Regions from separate parts of the Mus musculus genome. Here region 1 is linked to region 2. The links are chromatin contacts, called in public Hi-C maps. All regions are on one chromosome and are shown on one strand. Each heading gives the region's core, a stretch centred on a gene start, on an enhancer-like site or on the middle of the called end of the contact. The rest is flanking DNA. Distances are from core to core; before and after follow the strand shown. Region 1 overlaps Deup1 (deuterosome assembly protein 1). Region 2 holds the start of Smco4 (single-pass membrane protein with coiled-coil domains 4).

Region 1 (7,324 bases), core at 3,397-5,896, 94 kb after region 2:
CGTTCCTTCTGGTATTCTGGCCGAGTTCCCTGTGTGCCTATGACTTTCTTTTATAGTTTTTTCTTCTTTCCCTGATGTCTGTTGTCTACCTGAATGTTGGGATGACAGACGCATGCCTAGATGCCTGGCCTGCTCTTTTGTATATCTAAGACTCATTTCTACATAAAACTTTTGCTTTAAAAATACTTATTTTTGTGAATTATAAGATATATGCTCATTGACAAAGTCTGGGAAGCATGGTGGTATGAAGATGAACTTGGGAGTCGTTCTTGTGCTGTTGTCCCTGACCATCGACAGCAAGGCACCCTGCCGTGCACTGCCCTGTGCTGGTTTCCTGTGTGCGGTCAGACTGGTCAGTCTGCGGCCTATGGCTGGATGAAGGCCCAGTCTTTCCTGTTTTTGTAAATACACATGATTGAACTGCTCTTATGGAAATTGTCTTGATTCATGCTTTGTGCTCTGAAATCACCTAGACTTAGAGTGAAAGGGCCATAAAGCCCATGCTGTCAAAAGCAGGCCAGAGTTGTTAGAGCAAGGAAAAGGAAAGAAGACATCAGGAGGGAAGGCAGGCGCGAGCATCCCTTGCTGGGTTTTAATGTGGAACCTCAAGATCTTTGTCTTTGAGGACTGTTGGGTGCTGAGTGGATGCCTAGTAACTAGGTACTGGTTTCTATGTTGCTGCCTCCATGTTTTAAACACTACTGGCAATCTATTAAGTGGGGGGGTGGGGGCTCAAGCAAGTTGGAATTGCTTTCTTTCTACTGACAATCCATTAAGGGGGGGGGGGACTCAAGCAAGCTGGAATTGCTTTCTACAAAATAAAGTTTAGTGGAAAGGTCCTATAGCAAAAGACTGAGGAAGGGACAGGGTCGTGTGACCTGGGAGGACAGCTGCAGGACCTTGGCATGCGACCGCTCACACAGGTGTGCACTGTCTGGTCGGACCTTAGTGTGTCATTGATGGTACTTTGTCCACAGCACAGGGTTTTATAGGGTAAGTTGCATTAACTGACCAGGCGCCAAGGCTTTTGACGGAGTGGAGTGAGGGCTAGGATGAGCAGGAGCAGGAGCCCAGCCTGGAGAGGCTCTCCCTCAAGCATGCATACCTGTTGCTTTGCTAACATCCTTTCTTTTATTTCTAATTCTATCTTTAGCTGTCTTTCCAGAAGGGCAGCTTTCTTCATGACAGTTGCTATAGTGACCTCCTTCTGGTGAAGTTCCTGGGTGAGTTCCGAGATCTCACTCCTCAACCGTTCCTGCTCGGAGCATAGGCCTTCCTCCTGATAGAGCTGGCTTCTCATCTGGTGAGAGTGAGCAGAGACGTGAGCAGCCCCTCCCTCACAGAGCAGCTGCAGCTTGTGCTGGGCTCTCTTAGTCCTCCTGCCCTGAATGGCTGCGGCTCATGACAGCCTACTTCTGATCATTGCTAACCAACGAGTGGCATCCTAAGTCAGTTTCCTCCCAGCTCCCAAATCCTCAGCGTCTTATTGTCATGTGCAGTGCATGTGGACTCAGCTCTCCGACAGACTTGACAGAGACTGGTGCTAAGTGCTTTGTTGTGGTTATGACGCAGGGTCCACCTGCACAGCCCAGACTGCCCTATCGTTGGCTCCTCATGCTCTGGTCTCTGAAGTTCTGAGATCATGGTTGTACACCACAAAGTCTGGCCATAATCATCTTCTTCATGGAGAAACAGCAACCTCAGGAGGGTAAGCAGCTTGCTCGAATCATTACAAGAGAACGTGCCAGATTTGAGACCGGAACTCATGGTCCTTGACTATACTTACATATACTTAAAAAGAAAGAAAGAAAGAAAGAAAGAAAGAAAGAAAGAAAGAAAGAAAGAAAGAAAGAAAGGAAGAAAGCAAGCAAGCAAGCATAAATCCTGCTGTGGCAGCGGTGTCTCCACACTCTGTCTCAGAACCACGTTGTAGCACACTAAGCTTACTGTATCGGTAGGAATGTCTTACTGCCTCTCGGAACCCTTAGAGTCCCTCACCATCTTCGCTTGTCTTTTCATAACAGAACCTGCTGGACTTGGCCTCCTTACCGCCTTCAGCTTTCCAAATCCAGCCAGCAACAGCCCAGGCCACCCTCTTAGACCCTCTGCTCTCTGTCCCCATTGCTCACACCTTGCCTACACCTTGTTCACTCTCCCTGGCATTGTTTTAAAGACCCAACTCATTGCTTCTCACTTTTGGGAGTCACAGAGAATGTACCCTCTTTCAGAACACACACACATATAGAGCAGGGGGAGAAAAAGAAACATTGATATCACAGGGTAGTAAGTGCTGTTTGAGGGATGTCCTGGAGGGTGCATAACCCAGCTAAGTGTGGGGGTGGGGATTGCATCAGGATGCTCTTCCCAGATGAGAGGTAAAATACTGAGGGTAAGATGGGAGCCAGAGAACCAGGGCACAGGCTCCCAGCAAAGAATGTAGCCAAAGGGGTGGGGGGAGGGTGCATAGAACTTGTGTTCTGATCAACCGCGCCCTAAGACATAAAGCCAGAGAAGGAAGTCAAAAAAATCCACAAAGAAACTTCTATTAATGTATTCAGACACTTAAAAGGTGACAAGAGACTAGATTTGCTCTTTCAAAGTTCAGTGTACATCTCTAAAGGAATAAGGGTTTCTCCTTCCTTTCTGTCTTCTCTTTCTTCCCAGAATTCCATGATAGCATCTTAATGACTAGCTCTTCTATATCACCAAATATTTTCAGGCAGAACTCAGATGTGAAATTGTCCCAAATCTCCAATGTTTTTCAAGTCTGTGAAACTGGATTAGGATCTTATTAGACTTGCCCAGCTCTTTCTGTCTGCCCTGTCTTTGTGTCTGTTTGGCTTTTCATTTGATCCCATAACCTTGTTCTAGTTACAGCTCTCGTGAAAGGCAGTCACTTTCTAAAACCTGTGCCCCATCCATCCTGGGTTACGCCAGGTTCAGGATTGACACCCAGGGAAAGAGGATGAGCTAATGCACAGTTCCTGTATCCAGAGGCCAATCTGCTGCATCCTAGGCTGGGTACCACCCATTCCTTATCTGGTCCTGCTCTATGCTAAAGCTAGAAATGTGACCTAGATATGTTATGAGTCTCTTTAACTACATGTGTTTACATATGCATGTGCATGTCATGGCACATGTGTGGAGGTTCAGAGAACTCACAGGTGTTGGTCCCTTCCTCCACTGTGAGTCTTGGGCATGGAACTCAGGTTATCAGGCTTAGCTGCAAGTCCCTCTATCTACTGTCCACCTTGCTCACTCCCTCTGAATCTCTTTGGTCCCCACCTCCTCTATTTATATTCTCCTGGCAGTTTCTTTGGTGAACCAGTCATATTGTTCTGCAGTTTGACAGTCTGGATTTTACTGTTCATGTCTCTGTGGTATACTTTAACACAAGCCTCTTAAAGACGAAACTTGGAAAATTAAGAAAATAAATATGCTATTCTGAAAGAGGATTAAGATATTTTTTATTAGTTTCCAACGGTTAGATATTAAAACAATATGCTCTTCCATTGAATGTGCTTCTAAATGAGATTGGTTTATCTGTGCTTCCAGTGACATGGCCTTTTTAAAATGTGAATTTTATCACCAAACAAGTGAATAAAAACAGCTCTGCACCCACAAAAGAAAAACACTCACAAAATTCGTAACACATGGCCCTCAATAGTGTTAGTGCAATGGAATGGAAATGCCCTTTGCAGATCTTTCTGGAAGCTGCAGCTAGTTACTTCCGCCATCCACTATTGCCCTGCAGAGCACAGCTGCCTGGGCCGCCAGGAGCTTGGAAGATCTGTGCCTTGACCTCTCCTTCACCTCAGAGTCCCACTCATATAGGATTTCTGATTTTACTCTGTAGTTCTGACTTTGTCAGAAGCCTCTGAGGTTCAGGAGAGCGTAATCATACGTGGTGTTAGGCACCCCTTTTACTATGACAGAGTCTCATGGAATGTCAGTAAAGAGCAGGTTTTGGAAATATATATATAGAGAGATAGAGATAGAGATAGAGATAGAGATAGAGATAGAGATAGAGATAGAGATAGAGATGATAGAGATAGAGATAGAGATAGAGATAGAGATAGAGATAGAGATAGAGGGGGGGGTTCTCTGTGTAGCCCTGGCTGTCCTGGGACTCACTCTGTAGACCTCGAATTCATAGAGATCTGCCTACTTCTGCCTCCTAAATACTGGAATTAAAGGCATGTGCCACCACTGTCCAGCTGAAAGTTATATTTTTAAAATCAGTAAAATCAGTGGTGGTGGAAGTTGTGTAACTGTTTCCTGTGGGCTGACACATTTCTTCTTGTACAGAAAGCAGAGCTCATCAGGCTCAGGAACCTAACAGAACACACCACAAGGTAAGGGTTGCAAAGCCTGCTTTAAGCAGTCAACAGTTGCTAGGACCAGGAGACTGCAGTGAGCGGCTGCCAGGAGCTCAGGGATCAGTTTCTGTGATGAACGACCCTTCCAGCATGGGCTTTTCTTTGATGCAGCTGCCTTTAAATCACACATGATTCTGTAAGTACACACACACACACACACACACACACACACACACACACACACACACTTCTGAAGGCAGGAAACTCACTGGTTCACCACGTGAGCCTTGAGTAGAATCCTTCTTTGGCTTATAGTCAGTGCTCCATCTGGAGTGACAGACATTTGTTCATGCTACCCCAGGAGGAGTAATCCAAACAGTACTAACCACATCCTAGACGAGGGCCCTTAGGCAAGGTGTACAGGTAGGTCTGTCCCCCAAGGTCACACATACACTGAGTACCAGCCTGGGCACACGTCTACATTGAATTCACCCCATAACTGAAGATTTGTGTTCATACAAAAATGTCAGAATTTGCAGCTTGGCAGATTATTACTTTAGGAGGCCGAGGGAAGGTCCAGAGCTAGTTTTATGCAGAGACACTAGAGCAGGGAGAATGGATCTTTTGTATTCCTTACCTTGCTTAATTCCTTTTCATGATTGGGTTGATCTGAGACCATTGGAAACAACTCCTTCCTTTTCCTTTCTGCTTCTTTAGGAGAAGGGGAATATGATGACTCAACTCTACGAATTACAAATAAAGCAGGCAACACTTAAGCTTAAGTTGGTGAATTGGTAATTATGTTGTTAGTGTAGATCATGGATGCTGTAGAGATATATTGTTATATAGTTGACAACATTGCTAGCTACAAAAAATGCAAATCCTAATAATTCTGACCCCGGGAGTATTTCTATTTCTGTCTCTGAGTGAGTACAGTTTTAATGGGAGAAAATGGAGCATTAATAGGCATTTTGATTATATAATAAAATGAGCATAAACATTTTAAATGTTATTTATTTACATATTTTGTGCATATGAGTACTTTGCATGTATGCCTGTACATCAGAAGAGAGTCCCATTATAAATGGTTGTGAGCCATCATGTAGTTGCTGAGAATTGAGCTCAGGACCTCTGGAAAAGCAGCCAGTGATCTTAACCACTGAGCCATCTCTATGGATTTTGAAAAGACTGCTTTCTGTAATAAAATAGCATAGACACCTAAGTGGAAATAAACCCAACTGCTGACCTGATGCATCAAGGCAAAGAAACATGTCAGAAGAATGTGTGTGGGGGGGGGGGCACACAGTCCACAGAAATGCTCAACATGAGGACATCTGACCATGTAGCCAGGAAGGAAACTCAAATGAGCCTTTTTTTTTTTTTTTTTTTTTTTTTTGGCTATTTACTTGTAAAATGGGATGGTAGCCATTTGTTTATGTTAGGGTGGGGCAGTGAGGGAGTGGAAAGTCCCAGGAGAGGAATGATAGGACCCCGGGTGATGCTCAGAGAAGCCCAGCTGGTGAGAGTCACTTTCCCAGAGGGCAAGCCAGAATCAATCATGGAAACACAAAGTGCAGAATCGGGGAGGGGCAGCAGCTATACAAGTCATGTGAGGCCACCACTGTGCCTGCTGTGACTCAGTAGGAGTCACCCGTGAGTGTAACTGGCTCTCCAGAGATGTTCTGAGGGGGTTCCCAATATCCAAAACACAAACTGCACAAAAGCAAACCACAGCTCAAAATCTCAGTAATGGCAGAGAGAGAATTAAAGACTGGAAATAAAGGAGCTCTCAAAAGGTGCAGAGTCATGGTGATACCCTCAAGGTACAGGGATTTCTAAGCCGATTGACCTTTCTGGCCACCATAGTTGTCATACCCCTCATCCCCCACCCCACCAATACACTCTTCCCATGGTCTGTCGGAGTTCCTTAGCCCAGCAGAGCATACGAATGCAATCGCCATTCTGTGTACTCAGCCTGACCGCTATCAGCCTTTGTGAACATTAGCCTCTCCCCTGTATATGCAAATGAACATGCTTCTTGTATGATCAGTGTACAGACTACATGTTATTTCCTGTGCGATCAGAGTGCATACTACATATTATCTTCCCATATCATCTGAGTATATATAGATTTCATGTTATTGTCCAGTGTGCTGTGTTTCTCACTGAGTAATGTCTTGTATTTTCCATTTCATCTAACATTCTTATGAAGCATCGGCTTCTAAAGTGGCCTTAAAATTTCTCCCTAAGTGAGATTTTCAAAGAGAGAAAAGGATGTTCCCATTCCTAGAGTCTTCCCCAGCATCCTCACGAGCTGCAGTTCTGAGCCAACCATGTTTTGTGGTTGGACTTGTCAAGTTCACCGAGTGAATGGAAAACATGTGATTCCTATGTAGACAGGTGGACAGAAAATGAGACCACGCTAACACAGATGGATAGAGGAGGTATGGTTTTGTGTTTAGGGAAAGGACATTAGAATTATTTCTTAATGTAAAACATGTCATCGAATGGTGTCCGTGTCCTAATGAAGGGAATGGAATGCTAATGATCGAATATCATCGAGCAAGGTTTAGGGAATGAATGGAAGCATCCTTAACCACCATACCAGTGCCCGGCAGCTTCACCTTAGTGAACCATGCAGAAGGGGCAGAGTCCAAATCAAAGAAACCCAGACAGCACACAAGTCAGGCAGCAGCCACAGAGACCAGACTAAGGATATGAAATGTGCAGAGGGAAAGATGCAAGGCCGAGAGAGTGACACACAGTAGAAAGCTCTAACCCTCAGCATGTGGCACCGTCAAGTCCCAGGAGATGACTTCTGAGGAAGTCCCTCCAAACGAGAAAGACATAGTTTGGGGACTATAATGTTCATCCAGTTTGACAGAGGATATGGAAGACTTTGGATTGGCCAGATACGTAGGAACCATGTACTGACGCACAGCTGGCTACATTTGGTCAGAACATTATTAATCTTGTCATTTTGTAGCACCTGGCTACACTGAAAC
Region 2 (7,014 bases), core at 646-3,145:
GGCAAAGAAAGTTTGGAGTCACCTGGTAAGGGGCTGTTTCTCCAATACCCCATAAAAACACAACAGCCTTGGGAAGTTATATCCTGGACCCTGAGGCTTACAGATTTCATATGGAGCTGCATATGGTCCCCCTCTGCCCTAGATGGAGGACATCTGTGTGTGTCTCACTCACCAGAGCTCACACGTGAGGACAAGAACTTTGCTCACACAATTGTTTCTCTAACTCTAGGGCTCACAATACTAAAGAGATGATCCCTGTGTGCTTGCTATCTACACTGTGCCTTTATGAAACGGTCTGGTGCTCTAGAGATTGCCGCATAGACTGGGCCATTCCTTCTTACATGACCGGTCACAGAAGCTCTGGAGACAACCAGGTCAACAGTCTCAGCTCTTAACAAATCAGTGTGTTACCAGGACTCAGGGGAGGAGGGACTGAGACAGCTGTTTCCAAGGTTGACCTTGCTGGTCAGTGACTGAGCCACCACCTGTGGTGTTAAGGTTGTCCCCAGTGGGGGGAAAATAGCCTTCCTAGGAGCTGGAGAGAGCACAGAAGAACACTTGCTACTCCCCCAGGGGGCTTGAGTTTCACTCCCAGCACCCACAAGTGGCTCACAACCTCCTATAACTGCAATTCCAGGGGATCCAATGCCTCAAACAAAATTAACCTTAAAAAATAGCCTTTATTTCTTTCTGTGCGTATCCTCAAGTGCCTGAAGATGTGGAAATCAACTGTCTCTCCTCCATGGTTTGCTGTCTTGTTTTCTTGAGACAGGGTTTCCCACGGAACCTAGACCTCAGCCTTTGGCTAGGCTGGCTGGCCAGGGATCTGAATGTCTCCCCTAGGATTACACACACACACACACACACACACACACACACACACACACACACACACACACTCTCTCTCTCTCTCTCTCTCTCCCTCTCTCTCTCTCTCTCTCTCGATGTTATACCTAGGTTTTATGGGGGTGCAGGGATCTGAACTTAGGTGCTAACGCTTGGGTGGTAGGTACTTTACTGAGTCATCTCGTTAGATCCCCAGTAGTCTTCTTACATGTGTATTTTCGCCCTGCACTGGAAGAGTAACAATACGAATGAGTACCAGGCAGGGCTATGCTAAGCGCTGTATATGATCTCTGTATATCTTCAAATATAACACCGGCAAGTAGGTTTTTATGACTATACCAGGAAGAAGGTTTTATGACTCTTACGGATGAGTTCATTTTTGGCAAAAGGAGATTAGCTTTCCTAAGACGTCTCAACTTTTAAGAGGTTGATTTAAAACCCAAATGTGTTTGGCTAAAAGTCCTTAATAACATTTAGCTTAGGGCCTTATGGGGCTTTAATACTGATAAGGGACAAGGAGTCCCATTTTATTTATAACAAGCTGAACATTATAAATAAACAAACCCAGGTCAGAACATTCCCTTAGGGGAGGAGATCTGTGATTGTATTTTGTTTCCTCATAAACCCCAGGCACAGGTCACAGAACAAACTACCGCCATTGGACACTAACCTGTTCTCTAACCTGCGCCAGGTATGGATGTACTTAAGGGCTACCTGAACACAGTTCTTCAAGGGTGACCTCGTGGGGAAGCCAGTGCTTCTGGTCACAGTCCGCTTGACAGGGCGGGACCGCCATGTAGAACCTGATACCCATTTTCAAGAACAGGGACCCTAAACCTCCCCTTCTCCCCTCAACAATGGCGGAGGCGCATCTGAGTGCACCTGGCCTGTTAGCAGTGGAGCACGCAAGAAAGCACTTCGCTTTTGCAACCCAGACCGCCACCTGCCATTTACGGGTTCCCTGACACAGGGTGCTTCAGGCCTGGCTGCCTTCTGGGCGTGACCGCACGCGTGCGTCTCCTCCTCCGGCGGGCTAGGCGGCCTGGCCTGCCGGGCGTCCGCAGGGTGCAGGGTGCCGCGTGGCCCGGCCCCGCGTTAGGGTTAGGGAGCAGGATTCGGCTTCCCGGCGGCAGAGGGCGCCTGGAGCCGCGGTCCCGCGCCCCGGAGCCGCCCGCGAGGCGCGAGCAGAGGCGAGGCGGGCGAGCGGCGGCCCCTGCCACGTACCCGGCCGTGCGCGGCGGCGGCAGGTGGGCGCGGGGGCTGCGGGGACCGCGCGGCTCCGAGCGGGGCCTCCGCGTGCTGGTGCTGGGGGCAGGGGCGCCGCGGGTGGAGCGCGCTGGCGGGCGGGACGGCTCTGCGCTCACCGCTGCGCCTTCCGGGCCGGGCCGGGAAAAGTTGGGGCGGCGCGCTGGCCTCGGGGGCCGGGCGGGAAGTGCGGCGCGGGCGGCCGAGGCCCCGCGTGGGAAGGCGGCCCCGCGCGGACACGCGGGGACACGCGCGGCCCGCAGAGGGGCGCGCGTTTGCAGGTGGCGGCGGGTGGCGGAGAACCCAGCGGGGCGGCGGGGACGGGCTGGCCTCTTCCCCGCTGCGGCCCAGGGGCCCGGCCGAGAGTTGGGGGCCCCTCGTGGCGTTCGGGGTCCCCGTGGGGAAGGAGCTGAGCGTGGTTTGCTGCGTCGCGGGCTCCAGGACCACCCCTCCCGGTGCCTCCTCCACCTCACACTGCGGTGCGTTTGTCCTGGGGAAGTTGAGCGGGCCGCGGAGTGGACGGTATGTGCAGGGTGTTTGAAGAGAGTGGGATGGGACCGCATGAAGCACGCACACCCACCCAACCTCTCATTCCCGGCTCAGTGCGAAACTCCCGGCCCCCTAGCGTTTAAGAGATTCTCCGGGCTGGGCCAGCAGCTTCTCAAAGCTGCACAGCACATCTAGGCATAGTGTGTGGCTAGGAGACATGGCCTCTGATTTTCTGTCTGTCGCTGGCCACTTCCCAAACAAGGTTTCAACAGATGCCCGTGCGTTATTAGAACAACCTATGTGGTGCCCCTTGATGAACTTGATGGCCCGTCCCCAATACGCTTAGTATTCAAATCACCTCCATGCCTCCTTGAGTGCAGTGGAGCATAGCTGTGGGCCCAGGCCATGGGCCTCTTGAGTCGTTGCGAGAGTCTAGATGTGTCAGCAGGACATGACCTTGGGTGAGCCCTATGGACCTCAGTGTTCTAATCTGTGCAATAGGAGAAAAAAGCCAGATAATTTACAGAAGGCAGGAGGAGGTTTCCGAGGATAGCCTGAAGTGTAGCCTTGTCTGACGTGCAGTCTCTCATGTGTACAAATGTTTCTACTTGCCCCCAGAAAGAAATTAGGATAGCTTTGAAGAAAACAGGAGCTAAAAAGATTGAACACACAAAGCAAGAAAGTCGTAACTGGTACTAGGTGTACGTTGGAGTGCTGTACTCACGAAGGTAGTGGGTATTATGGGCTACTGGTCTTTGCTATAAAGTCGCTTCTAGAGCTGAGACCATACTGAACATGCCATCCATGGGCATGAATTGCTTCTTATTGTAGCGTTCAAGCCTGGGGTGGTCGCTCAGCTGGCTTGATGGGGCCCTTCCTGAGGGGCATGTCCACATCTCAGTATCCTGTGTAACGGCATCCTTGCTACCTCTTCTGGTCCAGCTATATGTAGTGGGCTGGCTTCCCAATTGCATGTGATGTTTCAAGCTGATTTCTTCCACATTCAAATAGTAAATATGTATGCATGAGGTACGCTTGGGTGCAGCCCACTACAAATAGTTTACATAATAGTGTATGCTTATTCCAGTAAGATGTAGTACTCTATCTTATTCCTCCGTTTCTTCTGGGGCAGCCTCTCACCCGGACTGGGGAAAGTTTTTTGGTCCTGAGGGCAATCGCAGTAATTGGGCTAAGCAGCTCATTAATGATCAAGCTTTAGTTTGTAAGGTGAGGGGGGATTTTCTCTCTCTCTCTCTCTCTCTCTCTCTCTTTCTTAGATTTATTTATTTATTTATTATATGTAAGTACACTGTTGCTATCTTCAGACACACCAGAAGAGGGCATCAGATCACATCACAGATGGTTGTGAGCCACCATGTGGTTGCTGGGATTTGAACTCAGGACCTCTGGAAGAGCAGTCAGTGCTCTTAACCATTGAGCTCTCTCTCCAACCCGAGGGGTGATTTTCTTGCTTTATCATAACTGAATGTTTTTCCCCTGCCCATTTCCATTTTCAGCTTTCAGAACCTACATCAGCTTTGATTTGACCATGTCATTCTCAGTAATCCTTGAAACAATTTTGTTAGTTCCTTGGAAGTGGCAGTAGATGACTATCTCTTCAGTTTAAGATGGTGGTGAAATGATACCTTAAAAACACAGGGCTTCACTAATTCCGTTCAGTCCTTAAAATATCCGTGATGTGTATATGCATGAATGTGACTATACAGAGACGGCTAGATTAGCAAGAACCATGTTTTCAGGACAGTTTCCACTTGAGCCTCTGATGCTCTTTAGGCTGTGTGAAGAAGAGTGGGCTTCAGTTTGCTGGCTTCCGAGGAAGCAAAGCCAAGAGGCACAGTTCTGTGTCACAGCAGTATCTCTGCACTCAGAGAGCCGATCGCAGTGATGGGAAAGGAATTCCTGTTAGTGTACAAGGTTATGACCTCTCACTGAGAACATGAAGACAGGCAACGTGCTCTCTGACCCAGGATGCTGGGCCCTAGGCACTGTAGGGCTCTCTGGACTCAGCCTAGGAAGCAATCCTGGAAGTTTAGCGGGCCTGGGTGTGAGCCCTTGGCTTCACCTCTGGCCCGGGGTCTGCTCCTCTAAAGCCTGAGGCCTGCTGCTTTCCCTTGCCTGTGAACTAAAGGCAGTGTGAAGGCGGCCCCTCCTCTCTCTCCTTGCTCAGGCACTCCAGATAATGGGATTGATTAAGTCTTCCAGTAGGAATTGTCCTCAGGGGAGAAAGGCTTTTTAAAGTACATTTTTGTCCTTATGAATAATTCCTCCAGCTTTTGCCTCCCCACACCAAGCCCAGCACACACAGAACATTCCAGGGCCTTGGGCTGCGGATGGACTCAATAAGGAACTGAACAAAACCAGAAGCCAGAAAGGGCAGGTTGGAAGTTGGATGTGGTTATATCTGGTTTTCTTTTGCTTACTTTGTAGATTTTTCTCCATTTTTGCACAAGGAAAAGATATTGGAGTTTGGGGGTGGGGCTTCTGGATAAGGTGAGGAGGGAGGAGGCAGGGAGGTCACAGAAGAGGTGAATCCGGCTGGCCCTACAGGGGACTGTAGTTAAAGTGGAACTGAGGCAGATGCCAGTCCACTGTCTATCCAGTGCTGGAAGCGTTCTTGCTGGGCTTTCAAGTTTTGTGCTGTAGGCAGATTGTGACTTGCCTTAGTGGCAACATCAGTGAAATTCTGTCGTCAGTTGTGTGCAGAAAAGGAAATGAAATTCCAAGAGGGTGTTTGTTGTGACGGACGCCAGGATTTTTATTAGGATCTAGTCAGTCTATAAAAGTACCTCCCAGTTCCCCAAAGATATTTTAAAAGAAATAGTTTTTAAATCATGGAAATGGCTTCATTGTGAGTCTTTAAAATGTCACCCTCTTAAATTGTGGAAACAAATGAGGTTTAAAACATCCCAGGAATTTATATTTTGACCTGTTCCTTCACCGTTCTCACATTGTTTTAATGAGTTACTTTTGGTTTCCTTTACATTTTTATAGCCTAGTTTCTACACTTCAGAGCTCGTCTCTGCCTTCTGTTCTCTTGAGTTCATTCTTACTGGTTATGCAGAGCTGTTGAGGAACTAAGGAGCACAGTATACAGAACCAGGCTGGGGACAGCCTTAAGGTGCTCACTCCTGGGGAACTAGACGGTCATGACAGGCCGTGGCCCTGACAGCAGTCCTGATGGCACGTGATCCATAAAGCACGGTGCCGGGATGGCTCACAGACACATGTGTCCTGTGGATGGGAAAGGCTGGTCATGCTATCTCCAAGGCTCAGAAGCATGCTTGTGGAATTTGATAGGCTGTCACTCACAGGTGTCGTGATGGCCCAGAGACTCGTGTCTAACACATAGTCAGTCTTTAACCGAGGCCTGTGTTTACATCGCTTCTGGGCAGGTAGGACTGTGCACACTCTGCTGGGGATAGGAGGGAGCCTTTGTCTTGTGGTTTGGGAGTTTCCTCAAGGAAAGATGGTTAAGTCTGTATCAAGGAAGATTGTTCAGTGGGCTGTGTGGAGTATGGAAGTTAGTGGAGAGGAGACCATTAATACAGTGGTCTCAAGATAGAGCCCAGGTAAAAACCATGACACTTATGACCCTGTGCTGCACAGGGTGCACAATGAATGGGAAGATCTAAGTCTCTTTGGATGATGGAGTCCAGAGAGGAAACCTTTCCTGCTCTTCATACCCACAGCCTTGAGCTGTGGTCCTGAAGATGCTGAGAGGGAACCTGCAGCAGCGGGCATTGCTTCTGTTGGGCTCTTGCTAGAGACAGCTGTCCGAGTCTGACCTGAAAGGCCTTTGTTGCCACCCTCTGACCTTATGTCTAGGAGCTTCTCAGAATTGAGGTTGGGCTCTCAAGCCCCACTTAGGAATACTGTCTGAGCAGTTAAGTGGAACTTGCTAGAAGGATAAAGCCTGGTTTAAATGTAGCTTATATTCTAGTAATTACTGATCCCCAAGCAGATGTGATAGGGTTAGTCCTTGGTTCTCTGTGTGTGCCTGTGTGAGGCTGCTGGGGAAAGCAGGAACGGTGTGTATACTGTGATTAGTGAACAACTGTAAGTAGAGAGGTTACCTTCCTCTAAATCTGCAGCCTGGAGCAGATTCTGAGCCCTGGGACGAGGGTGACTGGAATTTTCAAATGCAACATGCTGTTCACACGTCTTATGCCCCTACTCTGTGCCAGAGATGGTAGTGAACCTGCTTACGGCTGTCCATTTTCTGGACTGCATTCCTGTTTGTTCTTGTTCTGGTCAGGCAGGAGATCAGTTGACCGGGTGGGGTGTGGCTTTATCTGGACTATGCATTTGTGAGGGAGCAGGTAGATAACCTGTTAGACCTCACCACACTGCTTCCCAGCACGTGCAGTAGTCTCTGTTGGTGGGTGCTATGTGCAGGCCCGTCTCGCTGCTTAC

What was found. Hi-C and Micro-C count contacts between places; a contact is called where the count stands out from the background.
Region 1: a Hi-C map of CD8 T cells shows a contact between it and region 2, with 2.1 times the contacts expected there. The contact joins the enhancer-like site here to the promoter of Smco4 in region 2. A contact is called at or near these places in 6 of 39 promoter capture datasets (the 3T3-L1 cell line, 3T3-L1-derived adipocytes, the HPC-7 cell line and 3 more), 10 of 484 Hi-C or Micro-C datasets (CD4 T cells, CD8 T cells, Th1 cells and 4 more), 1 of 115 datasets of contacts at active chromatin or transcription factors (large pre-B cells) and 3 of 9 other capture datasets (adipose tissue, liver and pancreatic islet).

Annotation. Positions count from the first base shown.
Region 1 is chr9:15,583,030-15,590,353 of GRCm38.p6, forward strand. It overlaps Deup1 (deuterosome assembly protein 1), which reads right to left. Exons shown (of 14, transcript NM_001373917.1): 9 at 4,957-5,062; 10 at 1,106-1,300. Among named protein-coding and RNA genes, the nearest start is that of Gm39295, 28 kb to the right of the region's middle. Within about 2 kb of position 4,647, at least 16 of the 459 cell types and tissues checked have an H3K27ac peak or open chromatin away from gene starts, as enhancers often do. A contact at or near this core is called in CD8 T cells, Th1 cells and regulatory T cells, where this site is marked.
Region 2 is chr9:15,491,537-15,498,550 of GRCm38.p6, forward strand. Smco4 (single-pass membrane protein with coiled-coil domains 4) reads left to right here and starts at 1,896. Exons shown (of 3, transcript NM_001359604.1): 1 at 1,896-2,093.